Linked DNA regions of Gossypium hirsutum: regions 1, 2 and 3 are each linked to region 4. Evidence: chromatin contacts called from public Hi-C data. All regions are on one chromosome and are shown on one strand. The core of a region is the stretch at or near the end of the contact, and the rest is flanking DNA. Distances in the headings are between cores, read along the strand shown.

Evidence for each region. A called contact is a pair of places that touch in the nucleus more often than the background predicts.
Region 1: a Hi-C map of leaf shows a contact between it and region 4, with 1.5 times the contacts expected there. The contact joins the enhancer-like site here to the promoter of LOC107886322 in region 4. A contact is called at or near these places in 2 of 34 Hi-C or Micro-C datasets (callus and leaf).
Region 2: a Hi-C map of leaf shows a contact between it and region 4, with 2.0 times the contacts expected there. The contact joins the promoter of LOC107886278 here to the promoter of LOC107886322 in region 4. A contact is called at or near these places in 2 of 34 Hi-C or Micro-C datasets (callus and leaf).
Region 3: a contact with region 4 is called in a Hi-C map of callus, with 2.6 times the contacts expected there. The contact joins the promoter of LOC107886326 here to the promoter of LOC107886322 in region 4. A contact is called at or near these places in 2 of 34 Hi-C or Micro-C datasets (callus and leaf).

Annotation. Positions count from the first base shown.
Region 1 is chrA03:86,681,591-86,684,688 of Gossypium_hirsutum_v2.1, forward strand. No RefSeq gene overlaps it. Among protein-coding and RNA genes, the nearest start is that of LOC107886277, 13 kb to the right of the region's middle. Within about 2 kb of position 1,366, at least 1 of the 9 cell types and tissues checked has an H3K27ac peak or open chromatin away from gene starts, as enhancers often do. A contact at or near this core is called in leaf, where this site is marked.
Region 2 is chrA03:86,828,271-86,831,342 of Gossypium_hirsutum_v2.1, forward strand. LOC107886278 (ubiquitin-conjugating enzyme E2 variant 1A) reads left to right here and starts at 1,483. Exons shown (of 5, transcript XM_041097801.1): 1 at 1,483-1,756. The coding sequence starts at 1,729.
Region 3 is chrA03:86,032,796-86,035,897 of Gossypium_hirsutum_v2.1, forward strand. LOC107886326 reads left to right here and starts at 1,719. Exons shown (of 5, transcript XR_005913943.1): 1 at 1,719-1,949.
Region 4 is chrA03:86,413,510-86,416,423 of Gossypium_hirsutum_v2.1, forward strand. It overlaps LOC107886322 (nudix hydrolase 18, mitochondrial), which reads left to right and starts at 1,511. Exons shown (of 5, transcript XM_016810221.2): 1 at 1,511-2,283; 2 at 2,556-2,661; 3 at 2,768-2,851. The coding sequence starts at 2,210.

The sequences.
Region 1 (3,098 bases), core at 116-2,615, 270 kb after region 4:
TCTTAAGGACAGAATTATTTTATTTAACCATTTAAATAAGGAAATTGATATATTAAAAATATTAATTGAAAACAATAATAATAAAACTTAAAACAACATGAAATAAAAAATACTAATGTGAGTGGGAAAGAAATCAAACCTAGGACTCAAGGGCAAAACCACTAACATTTAACCATATGACCAAAGAAATTGATTGTATGAAAATAGTAGAAAATTACAACTTAAAGGGAAAACGCATCCAACTGGGTGCTTTCTTGTCAACTGGTAGAAAGCTGCCCAGCTAGACGTGTTTTCACACAGTCTCTCCAAAAATAGCCTATTTCCCTAAAATTTGTTGGCATATATGACTAATTTAGCTTTTTCTTTTTGCTACTTTTTGTTTTTTTTTTAAATTTATTTCGAAAAAAATAAAGTGATATGGCATGTTATTGCCGTAATAGTATTTTTTAATGGATCTAAGTCTTGGAATAATAGATATAACATTTGGAAACTTTAGGTACTAAAGTGAAGCAAATTTAAATTTTTAGGTATCAAAGTGATAATGTGTTATAATTTTGGGGTCAAGTTATGGGTTAATCTAAAAAGATAAATTATTTTTAGGCATAATGATGTATTTAGCCTTTAATGTTTATATTTTTTTGCCAATTTGACCCTTATTCATTTTTTAGCTAAATTTAGTCTTTCACCTTTCAAAAAGTAGTAAAATAATATGTTTATAGAAATATTGATTGGAACATTAATTTTTCAACTATGTTGGTGTGGTAACTTGCGTAACAATTCACGTGTGCTTCATGCTGACATAGCACTATTTATTTTTTTTATGTCAAGTTAATAAACAATTCAAAAATTATAAAAATAATAAAAAATAATAAAACAAGTCAAAATTTAAAAATATAAAAAAACTCATAAAAAATTTAAAAATTAGTATGAAATACATGAGAATTGTCATATTCAAAAATTTGATATTTTAACCAATATTTTTATTTAAAAAAAAAGCAATTTAACTCTTTTTTAAAAAAGTTAATTGTCAATTATGACTGTCATTAAAAAAATTAGAGATCAAATTTAACTCAAAAAAATAAAAATTAAATTGGCAAAAGAATATAAATATTAAGGGACATGCTTATATTTATAAAAGATAAATCACATTATTTTATGATTGTAGTCCTACTGCATTTTAAACCCAAAAGAATGAAAACATTCCTTTAACCCAATTTTCAAAATAATAATTGATATAATTGGTGATAATAAGGTAATAAAAAATTTATAACACATAATTATGTATAACCATAATAAAAACCTTTCACATGTCCTGTTTCTTTCTACTAATGTTTTGATTTTAAGTGGTATGGGTGGGCGGAAAGAAAATAAAATAAAAATATGAAAAGTCTCGCATGGTGGGGCAGTTAATATTAGTATCCACAAAATCAACATACATATCTTCTTCTTTTTTTTAATTTGGTTATATATTATTATAATTTTATATCAACTTTTAGGTATTAATAATTTCTTTTATGTTTATATATATATTTTTTAATTTAAATAATGTATTCAAAGTTTATACTATTTTAAATGATTGACTTTTTTTTTTTTCGTCTGATGGGTTTATTTCCAACAATCATTTTCACTTTAAAAGTAAAAAAAAAAAGTTGATATTATATATTTTTTTTGGTTCACAAAAAAGAAGATGCTTATCCAACTCACTTTTGTTGCCTGAAAAAACATATGTTCTTTTTTGGTGCTCCCAAGGCCAAACCTCACCAATTACAAAATTTTCCAGATCAATTACAAAATTGATATTATATATTTTAATCCGATTTAATGCTTATACCTTATATAAAATCAATATTTAAAAAAAACCTTTTATATTTCAAACATAATTTTTAACTACTATTTTTTTAAAATTTTTTAAAATAATGTTTAAATATTTTAAACCAATATTAACTTTATTTCAAAAATACTAATAAGTTTGTGTTAATAATGTAATATTTTTATTCCAAAATTACTTCCTACTTCAAAAAAAATGTTGTTTTTTTTATAAAGAAATTAACTTGAAGTCTAAAAAGTATTTTAAAATAATTTTAACTAAATTACTAATATATATATAATGTTAATACTTCCTAAATTACAATATTACTGTTCAAAAGATTAATTTAATTATTTTACAAATGCATTACACTGTTAAACGTATAATTCTGTTTAAAAATATATGCAATCACTATTAAATGCTTTTTAAAAAATTATAAACCCCGGATTATTATTTGTATATGTAAGTTTAAAATTAGTTTTTAATCGGGCACATTTTATTTGATTTCATTTAAAAAAATAAATATTTCTATTTAAGTTTTTGAGGGTTAATTTTAACATACATATTTAAATTATGATTTGAATTCTCTAATTAAGTCATAGTAAGTAATTGCGTTTTATCAATAAGGTGATTCCGTCAACCTAACTATTAGCTTTAGTATTAAATACAAGCTCAAATTTGAAGTGGGTCATATTTAAAAACACATGTATGTATTAGACAATTTACATATACAATTCTTAAAAAAAAAAAAACCTCTGTTTTTCATATATTAAAGTTCTCATGTGATAGACACATATTTACGAAAATATTTTATTAACATTTTGGAATAATGTGAAAGAAGAGAAGAGGATTGAGTTCATTTTTCTTTGATGCTAAAGTCAAAAAGATGATTGTAAAAACATTGTGGTGTTGTTGAGCAAAATGGAGAGAAGAAGAGAGTTTTGAGTTGGAAAGTACTACAAAGACATTAGTTGGAGTTTATGGAGCAATTTTAAACGTCCACGGCAAATGTTCTGGTTGAGATAAGGCCAGGCCCATTTTGTCACCTAATAATTGCCACATTGATATACATATCCATACACTAATTTTGTTCTTTAGTAGTATCCTCTTATTTGTACCAAAAAAAATAAAATAAAATAAAATAAGAAGAAAGAAGAAGAGTATAGTCTTGTAAAAATGATTGTTCAAAATCAATTTAAATAATTTTGGACAATAGTTGTGGTCATTAATATAGATTTTTTTTACATTTTAAAAATTAATAAATTTATATATTGTAGAGGCCCAAATTTAC
Region 2 (3,072 bases), core at 233-2,732, 410 kb after region 4:
AATGCTTTGTGAAATTAATGTAATCTTGGGTTTTCGTTTTTGGTTGTTTATCTAAAAAAAATCACATGAAACACATGTGGTATTAGAAACTAATATATGTAAACACGACATTACTAAATAATTAAAATATAATATATATATATATATATTGAAAGTTTACAAATACAATCAAAATACAAATACGAGGACATATCCCAACAACCACAAAGTGTATGATCACATAATTACAATACAGATAGACTAAAACTGGATTAAAGTGTAGAATTAAATAATTACAACACAAATAGACTAAAATTGATCAACCGAACTAAAACTCACACATGATAATAAAGGGATAAATCTCAAAACGAACTTTGATTCAATGTGTAATGCTATACATAAACTTTGATTTGTGCAATTTTATACATGGAGTATTAATTTAGGAGAAAATATTTGGTACCTTACCAATGGAGTTTTTAGACTCCACAAATAGGGTTACGGGATTGACAAGTGTCCTATAGAAATATAGTAAAATATTAATAAAAAAAAGACACATGACAACTTTTTAAGACTTCTTTTTAATTCAATTTTTACAAATTAATAACATACTTATCGATATGACACCATATTAAGTAGACATTAAGACAAGTAATTATATATCTAATATACAATTAAATTTATGTATTTATTCTTTTAAATTTGTACAATTGGATTAAAAGTAAAGTTTCATGTATACATTTAAATTACAATCAAAGTTCCAAGTGTATAATTACACCAAATCAAAGTTCATATATCAAATTACATATCGAATCAAGATTTATGTGTAGTTTTGAGATTTACCCTTGACAACAAACAACATATGATGGGACTTGGATACACATTAAGTTTGATGGATCTCGAAACTAGATGCTAAGATTTAGAACCTTTGCCTTTACAGACTATATAAAATAATATATATAAGAGATAATATTAAAATATATTAATTTATCAAGAAATGACAAAAAAGAAGAAGTTATCTATATCATATATAAAAAGGTGGATTGAGTTAGCATTATAAGTCAAATTGATAGTATTCAATTGTAAAATTATTAAAATATTTTTATTTTAAAGGAGGCAAGTAATATATTTATAAATATATTTTTATCTTTTTAAAAATAAGACAACTAAAATTATTATTTAAAAATCAAATATAAAACCAATTAATTTATATAAAAATCTCTTACCATTTCACTTATAATCATTTATTAAAATAATTTTATAAATATATTTTTTACTATAAAATATTTTTCACTCATATAACTTTTTTATACAAATATTTAGAACAATTTATGACTCTATTCAAATTCTTAACTGCGAAATAAATATGCGCATCTAACCGACTCTAAGGGCAGAGATAATGAAGTTAATACTAATTAAATTAAGACTTAATTGAAAGATTCTAGTAGTTGTTATAGAATCTAATATAATATTATATATATATATATATATAAAATAAGGTTTTACGAGTGGACCTTTGCGAGGTGTGAGGTGTAGGAGGAGTTGGACTTTCAGGCACTATAAAGTATAAATCTCTCTCTCTATCTAATCATTCCCCTTTTACTGTTTTACTCTTTACAAATTTTCCTCTCCTTTTTCGTGTTTTTACTCTTAATTTTGCTTTTTGTTTTGGATTGTCTCTTCTGAATCAGAGAAAACCCTACCTTTTTTTTTCTCTTTTATTTCTTTGAATTGGAACGATCAAAAGAAGGAATGGGTTCTGAAGGATCGAGGGTTGTTGGTAAGTCTTCGATTTTCGAAGCCCTAGATTTCCCTCATTTTTTTCCCAATTTCCCTCATATTTTTCGATTATCGGTGAAATTTTGTTATTATTGTTCGATTGATGGGGCTTTGAAGGTTATGTTGAATCTCTGGGATTTTTCTTTTTGGGATAATGTTTGGATTTGGTGGAAAAGGGTTTTAGCTTTGATTATTGGTGCTCTTTTGTTTAGTTCGAAGTACTGTTTCGAAATGCTTGAGAATGGATTTGTTGTGCTTGGCTTGATATTCAAGGTGAAACTTTTACGGGCTTTTCTGTTGGAATTTATTACAAGATTTTTATTTTCTTAATGGATTTTATTGCCAGTGTTTGATGGGGCTTCTTTAGAAGTATTAATGATTGAGTTTGTATCCTTGTGTGTGTGTGTGGAGAGATTGAGATATTGTAGGAATGGAATCAGTGTAGCCAGGGTTTAAATTGCTTTTAGATTTAGTCTCTTTTCATTTGCCCTACGGTTTGTAATCTGTAAAATGCTAACGCGAACACAGATTAAAATATGTTTGTTCTTTGTTAACTCCTTATCTTTTTTGCTTTCTTTTATGTAGTGTTCTGAGTTTAAGTTATCTATAGTTCTAGCTGTGGCAAAGCCATTATAATATACTATTATAACTAGTTAGATCTGGCAACACTCTTTCGTGTACCTTATTACAAATAAGGGATATTGATGTTGATTGAGTAAATTCTGGAAAAAAAAGAAGCAATAACCCTTAAACAGGTATTACTTTGTTTTCCATGCCTAGGACTTGTAGTATATGGCAGCTATATATAATGCATGAAATTTTTCCAAAACGGCCAATTTTGACTCTTCATATGGGATGCATATGAAACTGTTGATAAGGTGCTAGCTCTCTTAAAAAGGTATTATGTTACCTTCACCACATTTTTTGACCTTAAAGGTGTACTTGTATGATTCCAAAATCAAGGATTTCTTTTCTCCAACCATCTAATGGCATAGCTTCCAATTATATGATTATTGCTTGTCATTCAGATGTGAACTTTTTCTAGGTATCGATGCTTTCTAGAAGCTTCAAGTTATGCAGTGGCATTTGGCCTCAGAAGGCTTTGGGTCTAATCTTTATTCTGAAGCCAACTTGAGAGTTTTGCTAATTTTTCCTTCAACTGAAGACTTCATGGTAGAAAAGTTTCTCATTGATTGAGTGATGGAATTGAAACATATGGAATTATGGAACCAACCTTATGATATTTATTAGGGGAAGTGGTAATTTTGTCTTCTTTTTTTTTTTTTTTTGGTGCTCATTCATTGTTATCGTAAACCT
Region 3 (3,102 bases), core at 469-2,968, 380 kb before region 4:
TTTGATACACTCAACACTTTCATGAGAATGTAATGGTACTTTGCAAAATCACTCCTATTAAATAAAAGATAATAATAATGTATTTTAACATTTTCAATAATTTTTATTATTAAAAAATCTTTGAATTAAATATTTAATAATATTTTCAATAATTTTTATTTTTAAAAAATATTTGAATTAATACACAAGGTTGCCTTGCTCACGTCTTTGTTGGATCCATTACATGAATATATTTAAAAAATAACTTATATATTAACTCAAGTTTGTGAATATGTAAAATTTGAAAAAATTTACTCATCATTACACTGTAGGAATAAATTCAAGTGTATTCATATTATATATATATATGACTTGAAATTATCTTTATACTAAAGTTTGATGTTAATGAAAAATATATTTTAAAAAATATTTATAACAAGAAAAGACATTTTTTTGAATCTTATTCCTAAACACACACAAAAAAATGATAATTTTGTCTTGGCAAATTCTTTTTATTTTATATTTTGATTGGAAAATAACTTTACAACTATTGGAATACATTGAAAGATATTAATTAAAATATCGAGAAAGTTACATTATCACGTTTGATTCATTAAGTATTTTCCTAGGAATGTAATGATAATTTATAAATTTATCCTTATTACATAAAATATAATATTTATATATTTAATTTTTATAATGAACTTTACTCTTAACCAATTTTTGGATTAAATAATTAATATTAAAATTTAATTGATACATTTTACATTATTTTTTTCCAAAGCCCCAATGTAACATAATTTACATATTGATAAAAAATAATTTACCTGAATATGACATGTAACTGTTTTGAAATTTGACTTATCACTTGTCTTATCCATTTTACTTTGGAATTGATTATCAATCATTTATTCATTCTTGAAAATCATTCTTGTAAAATTTTCAATCACATACAACACGTCATAATTTAAAGGTAAATTATGTAAAAAGGTTATGCTAAAAACAATGTTAGAGATAAGCTTGAACTTTAATTTTTTTTCCTTTTGCTTGAAAAGATTCATAAATACTATGTTCTCAATTAATGCACAGAAGAAAAGAGAAAAAAAATAGAATTTAATATTTAAACGATATAATATATAGATGATTCCGTTGAATAATTCTTTGAAGTAGTAAAGAATATCAAGTAGCAAGGAGGAGGAATGAGGCAATAGCTTCTTTTTCTTTTTTTTTTCTTTTTTTTTACCTTTATTAATAGATTAATACTCTAAACTAATATAAAATGAGAATAATTACTTGGAAAATGATTGCTTTCTATTACTAAATGTTATCTAAGTGTTAGATAGAATGGTAAGATAAATTACACTCCTTAAGAGATAATGTATATCCAAACCTTGAAAATAAATTAAGAGAAATAGTTACGGGGATCGCGAATGTGGATAATAAAACAAAAATGAAAGATATCAAAAAAATAAAATAATTCAAATGCATTTTATTATTTAATATGAATATATATTTTAAGAATAATATAAATATAATTTAAAATTAATATTGTATGATTTTAATATTTTTTATTGATTATTTAATAAAATATAATTTTAATTTATGTTTTATTGTTTATTCTAAAAATATTTTAATTGTTTCATATTTAAACAAATATTTTAATGGTTTTTTTCTTTTTATTCTAATATCTTGCGGTTGCGTTTAAATTAAAAACGTATAACACCATGGACTCTAAAAGATTCTTATCCCATCTTTCAGTTCACTCAGTTCCAGTAGGGAAGGTGGGCTTGCGCACGAGTTAGTATCAGAGAAGATAGCCCAGCCCACCACCCACGGGCTACGACTTGTTGGCTGTCGCTCTGGTGAAGTCCCAAAAGGATCCGATCTTATCGCTTCCCCTGGTCGGGTTCCCTTGAAGTTTCAATCAGATCAAGACTCAGCCTTGCACCATTTGGCTAACCGAGTTCATGGTATGCCTTTTTCCCTTCAGGTTTTAGGACTCCCCCTTTTTTTTTTGTTATATTATAACTTTGGTGAGTTGTTTGGGCTCTTTACAGAATTGGAACTGCTCTTAATTCATTTATGCTTCGTGCAGAAATTGAAATTTAGTGATTCACAGTGTAGGTTTTCTAAATTGGATCATTGAAAGCTTGAGCTTATAAGAAAGGGCCCAACTATCATGTTTAAGTTCTGACAGGTTCATTCATATCAATTCACTTAAATATGGAGGTTCAAGCAGTTCAATATGGAACTGAAATAATCTATTTCCTAATGTGTAAACAATTCCTTTGTGAAACTGCTCAAGGGATGAATGGATTAATATATTGAGCTGAAAAATACATGATTATATTTGTTACTATTATCACTAGGACTGTCAAGTTACTCTCAAGTTTCAACTGAAACTTTATATCGCCCGTTCTATCAATCCAGTAAATCTCTAATTAGCGCTAAATGAACGTATTTTTGAGTTAGCCAACGAGTCTTATGCTATTTTAGGGCAGCATAGGCTGGTGATAGTTTCTTATGTAGGACTGGGATTAATCTGGATGATGCATAAAGAGTTGCCAAAAAGGAGTAACCATCAAGAGTGAGAATAGATCCTGCTTCTTGTTCTGTTAATTAGTGAGCCCAGTATAACGTTAATGCCATTATAAGCTGGTGGCAGTTCCCTATGTTGGATTGGGATTGATGTGGATGACGCATAAAGAGTTGCCAAAAAGGAGTACACCATCAAAAGAGTGATGAGGGAAGCATATCCTGCTTCTTGTTCTATACGTGAGCTGCCAAGGAATCAGTCCCTTCCTAATGTCATTGGAGTCTAGTATAAATACTTTAAAAAAGAAAAAAAGGAGTCAAGTATAAATTAATGTCATGACTCACAAGAGGATTAACTATCTCCATATAATGGAATAGTTGCATGTGCATGCATACACAGGGTTTAAATGATAATTTTCCTTAGTAATTATCCCATCTGGTGGATTGGATAAAGTACCATCTGGCTACATGGTTATGATAATGGAAGCATTGTCCCCTTTTTAGAATTTGATGCTCTTTTCTAGGAAATAGATTCCAAATTGTTTCTCTAAGTATTCTTTTAATGCCTTTTATTTTGCTTGGTTCAAC
Region 4 (2,914 bases), core at 261-2,760:
AAATAAATCTGAATAAACTAAATATTAACTCAGTTGGAAATATCAAAAATAACTTTATTCAATTATAACACACAGAGATATAAAATTTTAAATGTTTTAGTTGTTTTCTTTAAAATTAAAAGTTTTTTTTGGTCGACTTTAAAATTGAAAGTTATTTCATATGCATGATAATATACATACTTATCCATTTATACAAACTAACTTAATTTTTAAACCCATCACTCATCCTTTCAGATTTTTTTCTTTTATAATTATCCTTTTACATCATATTTTTATAACATATGATGTGATCATAAATTCAACCCTTAATGATTAAATTTAATATTTTCTATTAAAGTCAATAAAAAATACAGTTTAATAAAATATATTTTATAATGGGAAGTAATTTTATATTAATTATTAACGAAAAAATATGTTTATATTAATTATATTATGAAAAACAAATTTTACATTAAGTACATAATGAAAGAAAAAAAATGGAGAAAAGCCATAAATTCTATCAATAAAAGTATCCATGTAATGTTATATGTTGCGGACATAGAACCGCTCCCTAAATGAAAATAGCTATAACTTGTTAATGTATATACTTTATAGCCGTCAATCTTAGTTTTAAATTATTAGAAATATAAAAAGCGTTATTTAAAATTAAATAATATTGAACTTTAATAAAAAAAATTATATTGGAAATATTTATAAGTAATGTGTTAACCAAAAATATAATCCTCTAATAACTATTTAATAAATACATATAAATACTCATTAATTGAACTCTAGGCTTATTTGGAAAGTCGGTATAATTATTTCTTCTATAGCAGTTTTGGTAATCACTTAATTGAGTGTAATTAAAACAATCCTATTATGTTTGTTCATAATTTTATTTTTAAAATTTATAATTTTAGGATATACATTTTATTTTTAAATATAATTATATGTTATATTGCTTAAATAATATGAAAATCTTATTGACGAGATAGTTTCTCATATATTTGGAGCTATTAAATAATTAACTAAATTACATAGCATTTATTATAAATGATTTATACTATTTTTTATGAAATTATTTATTCCAATGGATCACAATGAGTATATGTTAAATGTTAAAGAGAGAATAACACAAAAAAATTGAATGTTAGAGTAATTAAATAAAATTGCATTAGAATATCTATTTTCTTATTAATTTTATTAATAATCATATTACGAAATACTTTCTTGAATTAACATATTATATAAGATGGTTTGATTTTAAATTTTGTACCTCCTTATAGAAATTCGTACTTAAGTATTAGCTCACCATTTCTATAATAAATATTATTTTTTAAAATCTACATTATATAATTGTATAATTATAATTTGTATTATGACAAATAAGATTATTTTAATTTTTTAAACCCAAAATTTAACTTTATTAATGACAAATACAAAATTGAAAATAAAAAAAGCCAACATGTACAATCTTATCTATACACTTAAACTGCGGCATAAAACCCAGATAAGACCAAATAAGAAGCATACACAGCCGTTTTCCACTTTTTCCTTTTTCCTTCTTTTCATTTTTCTCAAAGAAAAACAGCCAACATGCATAGCCAATGATCGCACACGTGAGCGAGATGCTTGATAAAGAAAGTCAATTCCTTTTTACATCAGATCAACCGTGTACGTGTTGGCTACAACACCTTATAAAAACCCTCTCTTTTTTTTTTTCTAATAAAATAATATTAAACTAATAAAACTCTAAACCCTCGTTAACGAAACGGCACCGAAGCTTATAGAAGGAGACGCGTCTCAACACCTACCCTTTTTTCGAATCATAAACATCATTATCATCATCTACTACTACTATTATGCACTAACTTTGTGTTTAATTAATTAATTTTGTTTACTCTCTCTCTCTCCCCTTTTTTCTATAAATACCCAATTCCATGTCCTTACATTTTCAGCTTCTCTCTCAATTATCTTTCTCTTTTTGTTGCCTTTTTACCTGAAAATATACTCCAATTTTACGATAATCAGTTTCTTTATACTCTGAAGAAGCCTATCTCCCGGGATTGTTTCTATAATTTACAAAAGAAAAATAATAATATCTGGTTAATTTCGTCAGGGGCTAAGCTTATTTGCTTCCATAAATTGTTCTATTTAGTTCTTCTTTCAATTTATTGGTTCTGGGTATTCTTGGTTCTTGTTCGATCGTTTATTTTCAATTTGTTTGAGGATGGTTTGCATGGTTTCTCGCACTGGAAGGCACTTGCAGCGATACGATAACCTAGGCCGACGCCAAGTTGTTGGGTGAGATTTTCATGATGAAGAGAGTTTGATTTGCTTCATCCTTTTTTTTTTTTTCGTCTTGAGAAATTTTATTTGTTCCCTTATCTTTAATTTTTCTGGGCTCCTGTTGAAAATTTTGTTCTTTTCTGAACTGGGGCCTGACATTTTTGGTCAGAAATTTCATGCTAGGAGCCTTGGACTGTTTCCATTTTATTGTATAAAGAGAGAAAAAAAATCTTTTTTCTTGGGATGAATGATGGCAAAACTCATTTCTTCAATTTCGACGATTGCAGGTGCATTCCCTATAGATACAAATCTAGCAGTGATGGAACCATGACTGATGACTTGGAGGTACTTGTGATCTCCTCCCAGAAATGTCAAAAAATGATGTTTCCCAAGGTATAAAGATTCAGTAATGTTTCAAAAAAGTTAATTAAAACTCTTGTTTGCTCTGTCAAATCTTGCATTAATAATTATTGTGGGGCTGTTTGGTTTTAATTCTCAGGGTGGTTGGGAGCTTGATGAATCTAGAGAAGAAGCTGCATTAAGAGAGTCACTTGAAGAAGCTGGTGTTCGAGGCAATGTTGAGGTTACTATTTAATTCAACTGTTCCTTAATCATTGTTTAAAAATCCCAACGTTTCTCGAACTGA